Regions from separate parts of the Mus musculus genome. Here region 1 is linked to region 2. A link is a contact called in public Micro-C data. All regions are on one chromosome and are shown on one strand. The core of a region is the stretch at or near the end of the contact, and the rest is flanking DNA. Distances in the headings are between cores, read along the strand shown. Region 1 has its middle 4.2 kb from the start of Lypla1. Region 2 holds the start of Xkr4 (X-linked Kx blood group related 4).

Evidence for each region. Hi-C and Micro-C count contacts between places; a contact is called where the count stands out from the background.
Region 1: a contact with region 2 is called in a Micro-C map of embryonic stem cells, with 11 times the contacts expected there. The contact joins the enhancer-like site here to the promoter of Xkr4 in region 2. A contact is called at or near these places in 2 of 39 promoter capture datasets (cranial neural crest and hippocampal neurons), 1 of 484 Hi-C or Micro-C datasets (embryonic stem cells) and 1 of 115 datasets of contacts at active chromatin or transcription factors (astrocytes).

Annotation. Positions count from the first base shown.
Region 1 is chr1:4,801,300-4,805,947 of GRCm38.p6, forward strand. No RefSeq gene overlaps it. Among named protein-coding and RNA genes, the nearest start is that of Lypla1, 4.2 kb to the right of the region's middle. Within about 2 kb of position 1,297, at least 23 of the 459 cell types and tissues checked have an H3K27ac peak or open chromatin away from gene starts, as enhancers often do. A contact at or near this core is called in embryonic stem cells, where this site is marked.
Region 2 is chr1:3,669,884-3,674,881 of GRCm38.p6, forward strand. Xkr4 (X-linked Kx blood group related 4) reads right to left here and starts at 1,615. Exons shown (of 3, transcript NM_001011874.1): 1 at 669-1,615. The coding sequence starts at 1,465. It also overlaps the pseudogene LOC108167595.

The DNA of each region.
Region 1 (4,648 bases), core at 47-2,546, 1.1 Mb after region 2:
CATCTGTTCTCCCACCTGGTTTTTTCCTTCTTTCTCTCCAAGCATATTGAAATTCTGTATCAGAAAAAAGGTTTGTTGCAGCCTGTTTTGAGATAAAACCTTATGCTGGGTAGTTTTATATCAACCTGACACAAGCCAGAGTCATGAGAGAGGAGGGAACCTCAATTGAGAAAATGCCTCTAAGATGCAGCTGTAGTCACTTATGTAGAGCATTTTCTTAAGTAGTGATTGGGGGGGAAGGGTTCATGCCAATGCAGGTATGGCTGGTGGTCCTAGGTTTTATAAGAAAGCAGGCTGAGCAAGCCAGGAGTAGCACATCTCCATGGCTGCTGCACCAGCTCCTATCTCCATGTTTATGGCCTGCTTAAGTCCCTGTCCTGATGCCCTTTGAGTGATGACATACTGTGATGTGGAAAGATAAGCTAAATAAACTTTTCCCGCCCCATGTTACTTTGTCATGGTGTTAAATAACAGCAATAGTAGCCCGGACAAAGGCAGAAATTGGTTCCAGGATTGTAGGGTATTTCTGCAACAGATCTGACCATGTTACTTTTAGGACTGTGGAACTTTGTGCTAGGAAAGCCATTGAGTGGTCAAAGTTCAGTGAGCTTTTCTGGGGAGCTGGAAGGGTAAGAATGTTAGGATAAATGCAAATAATGGAGGCCTGGCTTTTGAAGTTCCCAGAGGGAAAGCTTGAGAGTGTAAACACATTAAAAAAAAAAAAATGGCAGTTTTTCTTTGTCTCCAGCTAGCTCCCAAATAAATGAGACAGAGATATAGATTTATTTGATAAGCTTTACAACACAATAACAGCAATTATTAATTTACTCTAATCTTCTAAGCTATTCTGGCTACCTCCCAGCCACAATTCCCATGGTACTTGCATTTTTAGTATTTGTCTTTCTCTCTGGGCTTCGGGTGTTTTTCCATGATGTCTTTCCTGAACACCTTCCTCCAGATGAATCCCTCTTCTTCCCCCCTCCCTCTCCTCTTCCTTCCCCCCTTTTCTCCTGGTTGGTGAAAGTCCAGACCTATCTATTTTCCATTGATTGATCAGCTTTTATTGACAAGTCAGGGAATAAATGGGAAGCAATGTTTACACAAATTTGAAACAGGAGATACTTAGAATAAGTGTTAAAATGCCATGTCCATATTACAACAAGATACATCGGCAGAGAAAGCAACATTTGAATAATGCAAGGATAAATTTTAACAGTGAACAAAAGCATTATTCCTAGACAGGCAGAACTATAACAGAGAAACTCTGTCTGAAAAACCATAAAAGAAAAAGAAAGATGTAGCCTCCCTCAGCCCTGAAGCAGGCTGATCCAGACTTTGACCTTGCTGCCACTAAGGAGATTACCTAGGGTGGAGCCTTCCGACCTAGATGGCTCTATTGTTCTGCCACCTGCCACTGCTCTCTCCAAGACACTGCTACCCGCTGAGAAGCCCCTGAGGAGCATCCTATTCTGCAGTCGCCTACAGGCTGGCTCCAGACACCAAGAACGGACTGGCGGGGGATGGGCCTTCCCCTTTTATAAGCACACTCTCTTAGTAAACTGGCGGGCCTTGAACAGAATCATGTCTTGGTCTACATTAATCTCTCACCATCTAAGTCTCTCTCTCTCTCTTTTTTTTTTTTTTTTTTTGGTTTTTCGAGACAGGGTTTCTCTGTGTAGCCCTGGCTGTCCTGGAACTCACTTTGTAGACCAGGCTGGCCTCGAACTCAGAAATCCGCCTGCCTCTGCCTCCCAAGTGCTGGGATTAAAGGCGTGCACCACCACGCCCGGCTCATCTAAGACTCTTTCAGCCCCAGCCTACCTCCCAGGTGTACCCCGTTCAAGTAGGCTGCAGGCAGGCATACAACAGAAAGAGAAATAACAGAAGGTGTACATATTGGGAGTGGCAGAGGCAGTATTATACTGATTTATAGGCTGTGGTCAGTGTAGTCCAACAATGGCAGCCTCTTGATGGAAAGGTCAAGGATCTAGTAGCTGTTTAAGCCACTGGATGTCTCAGCAGTCTGAGTCTGGCACTGTAATCCTAGAGAATTGTTATACTTCAGTCTATGTTGGAACCCCAAAGAAGCACATCCCAACGCCAGTGAAGAAATGCTCATTGGCAGAGCAGATGAACTTGTCAGTGAGAGTGAAGACAAACAGGCAAAAAGCAAAAGCCTCCTTCTTCCATCTTTTTGTTTGTTTATCTTGTCTTACAATATGGGGTCTCACTGTAGAGCTCCAAATAGTTGGAACTTACTATGTAGACCAAACTGGCCTCAAACTCATAGAGGTTCACCTGCCTTTGCCTCTCAAATCCTGAGATTAAAGTCATGTGCCACTATATTCTACTTTTTTTTTTTACCACCAGAAGATGTGGCCCTGATTTAGGGCGAGTCATCCCACTTGATCAAATTATCCAGCCAAGAAAATCCCTTATAGCTATGTCTAGTTTTAGATTCCAGATGTAGTCAAGTTGACAACTAAGATTAGACATCACAAAGACCAGTCATTACTAGGTCTTGATAACAGTCTACTTTTGCTCTCACACAGATTTGAGGAATCTTTCCGGGACCTTCATACACAATGCCCTATGGAACTAAGTGAAACCTCTCCGTTGATAGCAATATCAAGAACATCCAAACTCTTCCTTGCTAACTGGAATGTCCACATGGATTCTGCTTTCTTTATAATACTTCCTAAAGCATTCTCAAACACAAAACAACAGTATCTGGTTCTAAGTACAGGGATAAGCTCTTTAAACCTAAAATAAAACCAAACCAAACCAAACCAAACCAAACAAACTCTCTTTCTTCTACTTCAACAACCTCAGCCCATTTATCTGGCAATATAATCACTAATACTTAACACATAGCTAGTATCTTTGATCCCTGAATATGTTCTCTAAGATCACAAAACATCTCAGCAGTGCCAGTCCTTTGAAAATGAGTGTTGGAGGTTCAGAGGCACTCTGCAGCACTGAAGGGAGACCACTATATAGCTTTTGAAACACCCTTGCCTGACAGGAAGCAGCTGCCATGGAAATGTTTAGACAACATCTTACAGTTGCTTCTTACGTGGCCACTCTGACCTGTAGTCTCTGGATTCTCTATTTCTTGTAAAATATCTGAATACCTCTACATGATTATTTTACCATCTTTGTGACTTTCAGAGTTACAAAGTTTAAAAGTCATCTTACAGAAAATTTAAATGTAATTGTTATTACATAAAATGTATAGTTATTTTAGTGGGAATTACATGGTAGATTAATTCTGAGAAAATTGATAATTTATATAATATTGGATCTTCCTATTCAGTTGTCTTTTCTTCACCTAGGTAACAATACCTTTCTTGATATAGGTCTAATACTTTAACATTTTGCTTATGAAAAGTAAAATTACCTCTGTTTGCAAATGTTACTGTTAGAAGACCATAGAGTCTCCATCTAAATAACTGTTTGAACAAAGTAACAAATTCAGTAAATCTGCAAAATATAAAGTTAACATACAAAAACTAGTCGCATTGATATACACTCACAACTATCAGAAAGGGAAATTAAAACAACATTTGTGATAGCATGAAAAACAAAAACAAAAACAGGGTGGATCAGTGGGTACAGGCTCCTGCTGCCAAGCCTACAACCCGAGTTCAGGCCTTGGAACTCACAGTGAAAGGAGAGAATCAAGTCCCATGAGCTGTCTTCTGACATCCGCATTTGTGCCATGGCACAAGCATGCACACATACAATCAATACATGTCAAAAACCGTAAAAACAAAATACAAGTCAAAAGTACAAGTCAATCTAGCCCAAGATTAAATTCTGTGTGCTGATAATGTTAATGAAAGCAGACGGGAATGCATACGTAGAAATATATCCCTTTTTAAAAAAGATTTATTTATTTATATTTATTTGAGTATACTGCCACTCTCTTCAGACACATTAGAAGAGGGCATCAGGTCTCATTACAGGTGGTTGTGAGCCACCATGTGGTTGCTGGGAATTGAACTCAGGACCTCTGGAAGAATAGTCAGTACTCTTAACCACTGAGCCATCTCTCTAGCCCAAGATATCCTATTGTTATGGATTGAAAAATTAATATTATTAAAGTGCTTATATTACCCAAAAAGACCTACAGGGTCAAGATACTCATCATCAAAAGTCCTAAGGATTTTTTTTTAACAGAAATGGAGGGGAAAATAAACACTAGACCAAAAATAAACCAGTGCATGTGAAGTCAACTAATTTGACCAGAACACCAAGATTCTTAAATTATTAGGAAGGTAAGTTTTATGTATTAGTCTATGCAAAATAAAAACAAACCCCACAGTAATAATGGAAAGGGTGGGAGGATGGAGTTTATGATCTTGATTATCATAATTTCACAGGTATAGACTTTGCTGCAACTTGACCAGCATTTTGTCAATCATATTCAATAGTGTTTTACAAATCTTATAGTTTTAAATCTGTATTGTAATGTTTTGTATTGTTACACAATTAACCAGCTTTTGCTTATATCTAGAAATATACTCTTTGTTGAGGCCTACCCCTCCCCTAGCATAGCTATAGCCATTTTGTTCCATGCCTGCCAGCTATTTCATATTGTTGCTATAACATGCCAGCTAGTCATTGACACTGAAAAATAACTGGA
Region 2 (4,998 bases), core at 365-2,864:
TACATGTGAAAGTCAAACTAGGGATGCTGCCAGGTAATCAGAGGAGCACTATATAAGTCAGAGTCTGAGCACTTATGCACACACACTCACACACAACATAAATGATAAATGTTCACTCATTTTACATATATATGTCTGTATATATATATGTATACATATACGTCAAATATTTATTAACACTACTTTAAGCTCAGTATTTCTTTAGCTGTTATCATCCAAATATGGACATCTTTGAGCAGTAACAAGTCCTATTTAACTAGAATTGTAATCCTATCCAAACCCAGCACAAAGGAAACCATCAAAAGTACAACACACCAAGAATTCTACATAATATAAATGACTTTTTAGTAAGTGTGAGAGGAATCCTCTGCTAGTGAAATATTAAGTCTACAATCGGGGGAGAACTTGTAGCATACATAGAAAAACTAGTCTATGAGAAGATGGGAAACGTGACAGACTACAAACACGTTCCTGCGTGCCCTTCCTTGGTTTCTTTTTCCTCACCTAACATGAGTTAGGTAAGGAGCAGTTTAGAAAAGAAAACCACAAGAGTGACTTGGCTTACTAGTCATTAGGAAAGATTTCATGCAAAAGTAGAACAGTGGACATGGTGGGCAGGCATGTAGGAACAGTAGTAGTCTCTCTCAACCCCCACCCTGATACAGTACCTCCAGATTTGCCCAAGCTGCAAGATGTGGATGAGTGACTGCAGGAGCCAGATGCAAAAGGAGCAGGACGCAGACCTGTGTTTGCCGCTGGTCCGGGTGGCCCCGTTGCTGTTGCTGCCGCTGTTGGTGGCGGCGATGTTGCTCTTGCTGGCGTTGGATGCTTGCCTCTGCGGCGTGGAAGGACGAACCTCGCCTTCCCCGGCTGCAGACCCACTGCTGACCACCGTCTTGCAATCTGCTCCAGGCTGCTGGCAGCTGGAGGTGGTGGTCGTGGAGCTGTCCTCGGTGCTGAAATCATGCACAAACCAGCGGAAGCTGAACACTTGCACAGAAAGGGAGCCCAGCACCACGAAGAAGAGGGTGAGCCCAAACCACCAGCGCTGGCCACGCAGGTAGTAGTCCACCGCGAGCCAGATGTCCGTTCCCACATCCGCGAAGTACACGGCCACGGCGGCCAGGATCCAGAGGCAGTCCCACAGCGAGTAACGCCGCTGCTCCCTGCCCAGGCGCAGGCACAGCGCCGCAGAGCCCGCCCCGCTGCCCCGGCCGCCGCCGCCCGAGCCGCCCGAGCCCGCCGAGCCGCCGCTCCCCGCGCAGCAGCAGCAGCAGCGCGAGCAGCCACCGCCGTCCGGGCAGCAGCCGCCTCCGGCCGCCTCCGTGTCCTCGGCTCCGGACCCCGACGGCAAGCCTGGAGCCAGTCCTTGCACAGAGCCCGAATTGTCCGAGTTCTGCAGCGGGGTGAACGCCACGTCGCTGCTCTTCTTCATCTTCAGCCTCCCGTCTGACTTAGCGGCCATGATGCCTCGGCAGCGGAGGAGAGCACTCCTTTATCTGACACCTGTCCCTGCTGTCTCCTCCTCCCGCCACCTCCTCGCCTCGCCCTGGCTTCCTTCCCCGGCCGCGCCGCTCCCCAGCTCCTACTCCAGCGCCCGCTCGCCCGCCGCCGCCCGCGGGGCTGGGCGCTGGGCCCGGCTAGCCGCACGCTCGGGACCCGCAGGAGCGCCGCCTGGCTGCCTGCGCCGAGCCCAGCTGCTCGCGCCGGCCCGCGCGCGCCCCTGACAGCCGCCCGCGCTCCGCGCCGGCCCGGCCCCGCGGCTGCAGCACGAGCCGCCGCCGCCGCCAGCAGCAGGAGCAGCAGCGGCCGCCGCGGAGCTCCTCGGACCTGCACATTCCTCTCCTCCCCTCGCGCGCGCTCCCTCCTCCCGCAGCCTCTCCTCCACCAGCTGACTCCGAGGGAGAGGATGACCTCATCCCTTCCCTTCCAGCTGCCGCCGCTCCCACCCCGGCTGGGGAGGGGCGAGAAGGAGGGCCCGGAGGAGGGGCTGGGATTGAGGGGAGCGGCGGGTGGGGGTGCCTGGCTGGCCAGTGCTGGACGCGGAGGGCAACAGCACGGCAATCGGAGGCCCAGTCCAGGCTCGTGGGATAGCGAAGAGCGTTGAGTGGATTTCCTCGAAGCTGGGGGGATGGGATGGGCAGAGCGCGCCGCGTGTTAGAGCCTTGGTGTTGGGTCACTGCCGAGGGTAGGGGGCCACGGACACAAGCGGGCGTGGCAGCAGCGAAGGCTGCGGAAGAAATGGTCTCTTTGTATTGTACCGGGCGCGCTCGGCACCTGGCTGGGTGTGGTATGGTGCTAGGTGTGTTGCTGGCGAGGGTGAACACGCTTTAACTAGGAAGCTAGGGCTCCTATACTGGCGGCGGTGGTGGGCGTGCCATGCTTTGGAGATCCTGGGTGGCACAGTACTTGCAGAGCTAGAACACCTAAAGCAAAGCTGGCAGCAGAGGGCGAGCCCTCGGGATAAGGCGAGAGCAGCCCCAGGGATGCTGTCCTGCCAAACCCCAGCCTAGAGAAATGCAAAGGCCCTATCTCAGGAGGTGGGTGCATGAAGCCCTGTCCCCCTGCGAGTTTAACGAGCCTGAGGCAGCAGCACTAGGCAGACACCATGGTGGGGCTACTCCTAACCGCAGGTGGGAAACGCTGCACCTCTGGCGGCGGCAACCTAGAGCGCGGCGGTGGGAGGAGGGACATGGCTAGTAACCAGGGAAAAGAGAACTAGCTCGGCCCTTGGCCCCGCGCAGGGAGTGGCAGATCCCAAAGCTAATGCCACTTCTCTTATTCCAAAACTGCAATTACCTTCCCTTAAACCTATAAACGTACAGACTTACTGTAGGGTCTCATAACTTCAGAAATGACTCGAATTTAATCTATTCTCGAAGAGAATGTAATAAAATATGTTGCAGTTTAAAAAACAAACAAACAAACAAAAACAACCAACCAAAAAAAAAAAAAAAAAAAAAAAAAACACCACCACCACCAAAAAAAACCCTTTAAATCCCAACAAAATATGGGATATCTTTTTCCTTTTTAAGTTAAGAAAACCCGTGCTTTAGTTTGCCTTACCTAGTTAGCTTTTCAAATGTAAGGGACAAAGAGGGTGATCCTTAAACTGCAATGTGACTCACACACTTTGAGTTCAGAGTAAGCTGGTGATACTGCAGGGAACAGTTCCAGCCAGCTTCCTTCCTTCCTTCCTTCCTTCCTTCCTTCCTTCCTTCCTTCCTTCCTTCCTTCCTTCCTCTCTCTCTCTCTCTCTCTCTCTCTCTCTCTCTCTCTCTCTCTCTCTCTTTCTTTCTTTTGATTTTTGGTTTTTAGAGACAGGGTTTCTCTCTTGTAGTTCTGGCTGTCCTGAAACTCACTCTGTAGACCAGGCTGGCCTCGAACTCAGAAATCTGCCTGCCTGTGCCTCCCAAGTGCTGGGATCAAAGGCGTGCGCCACCACTGCTCGGCCAGTCAGCCTCTTAAGGGATCTGTAGATACAGGTTAATATTCCCTGTTTCCTGGCCTCTCCCGAGGGTAGTGCCGGGTGAGTTTTCATTCCTGTATAGTGACATTCTCTGAATATCAAAACCCTCACTGACAGACCACCTTATGCTACAGCACTCCACTGTTTTAGCACCTACCTGACCAAGGTGAGATTAGTCTCACCCAGTGGATACACCAACAATTGTCCTCAAAGACTAGTGCCCAGGGGTTCTGCTACTTGGTCTTTACCTGACACCCTGGTATGTGGCCATGGGCCCATAAGTGGTTATATGTATGTGCTAAACCAATTTTTATAGTAAAAGATGGGTAGTAAGGATGAGAGGCAACCCAAGCCACTTAACTTCAGGCATTTTAAAATTCATCTTCAACACTGGGCCATTTTGACTAGGAAGTTCCCTTTGGAAAATACCCTGGTTCTTTTTCTCCAGAATTCATATCCATCTCTAGTGTACTGTGTCTGATGGTGCTTTGTGCCAAATCCACTAGGGAGATTTCTTAGGTAACTAGGTCCTCAGAGATTGAGTGTATTCTAGGTCAAGTGCAATGTCTTAAATTGTACCAGACTCAGAAAGCCCTGTAGAGTAGTTGAGAAGTTTGGTATCAGCAGACTGACACTTTCTGTAAAACTGAGAGGGTTGATCCTCTGCCCCCAACACAGCACTTGCAAAGACTATTTGCTCAATAAGTATTAGTGAAATGAATGCATGAATTTCTAAAGAGAACATTCCATGACATGAAGAATGCTACATTCTATGCTGACAAATGTTCCCATGGAAACATAGGAATTATGAGAAATTTCTGGTAGATTCTAAAAAAAGATAACCAGTAATGGTTTGCTTACTAGTATATTTATTCAAAAACTACTTAGAGTCTCTTTCAAGTTATACTGGTACATCTCTGAAAAGAACCGACTACACATACCTAGAAGAAGTAGTATAGAGAGACCATAGCAAAATATATTCATATGCAGGCTCTGCTAATTACTGGCCTCATGATCCTGCCAAATTATTTAATAAACAAGATTAATATGAGGATTAGGTAAGATCATATATATAGCCAGGCTTTGTGTGCAATACTGCTCTCAATAGTCTCTAATCCCATTGATCTAGTAACCACATCTCAGAATTAGTTATTAATTCCACTTACTTCACCATAATCACCACACCTGTCAAAAAAGACAGACATAATGGATAAGAGATCAAAGTTTAAACTCAGAGGGGTTTTTTTTTTTTTTTTTGGTCACTATACTTAACCTCCCTGCCTTTAATGCTCATTCTGTCTAAATTAGAGATTCTAGTCTCTGGAATTCAGTAATGTCAGAACCACGTTTTCCAAAATACAAGGAAACAGTCCCATGTCATACCCAGCACACTAATCATATTATTTTTGCTACCTCCCCTCCCCCATTTCTTCTACCCTTCATTACTTTAGGCCTAATTAACCCTTTTGTGTAGACTTTCAAACACAGTGACCACACCCCTTACCTCAGAATCAACTGTTCAAAACAGA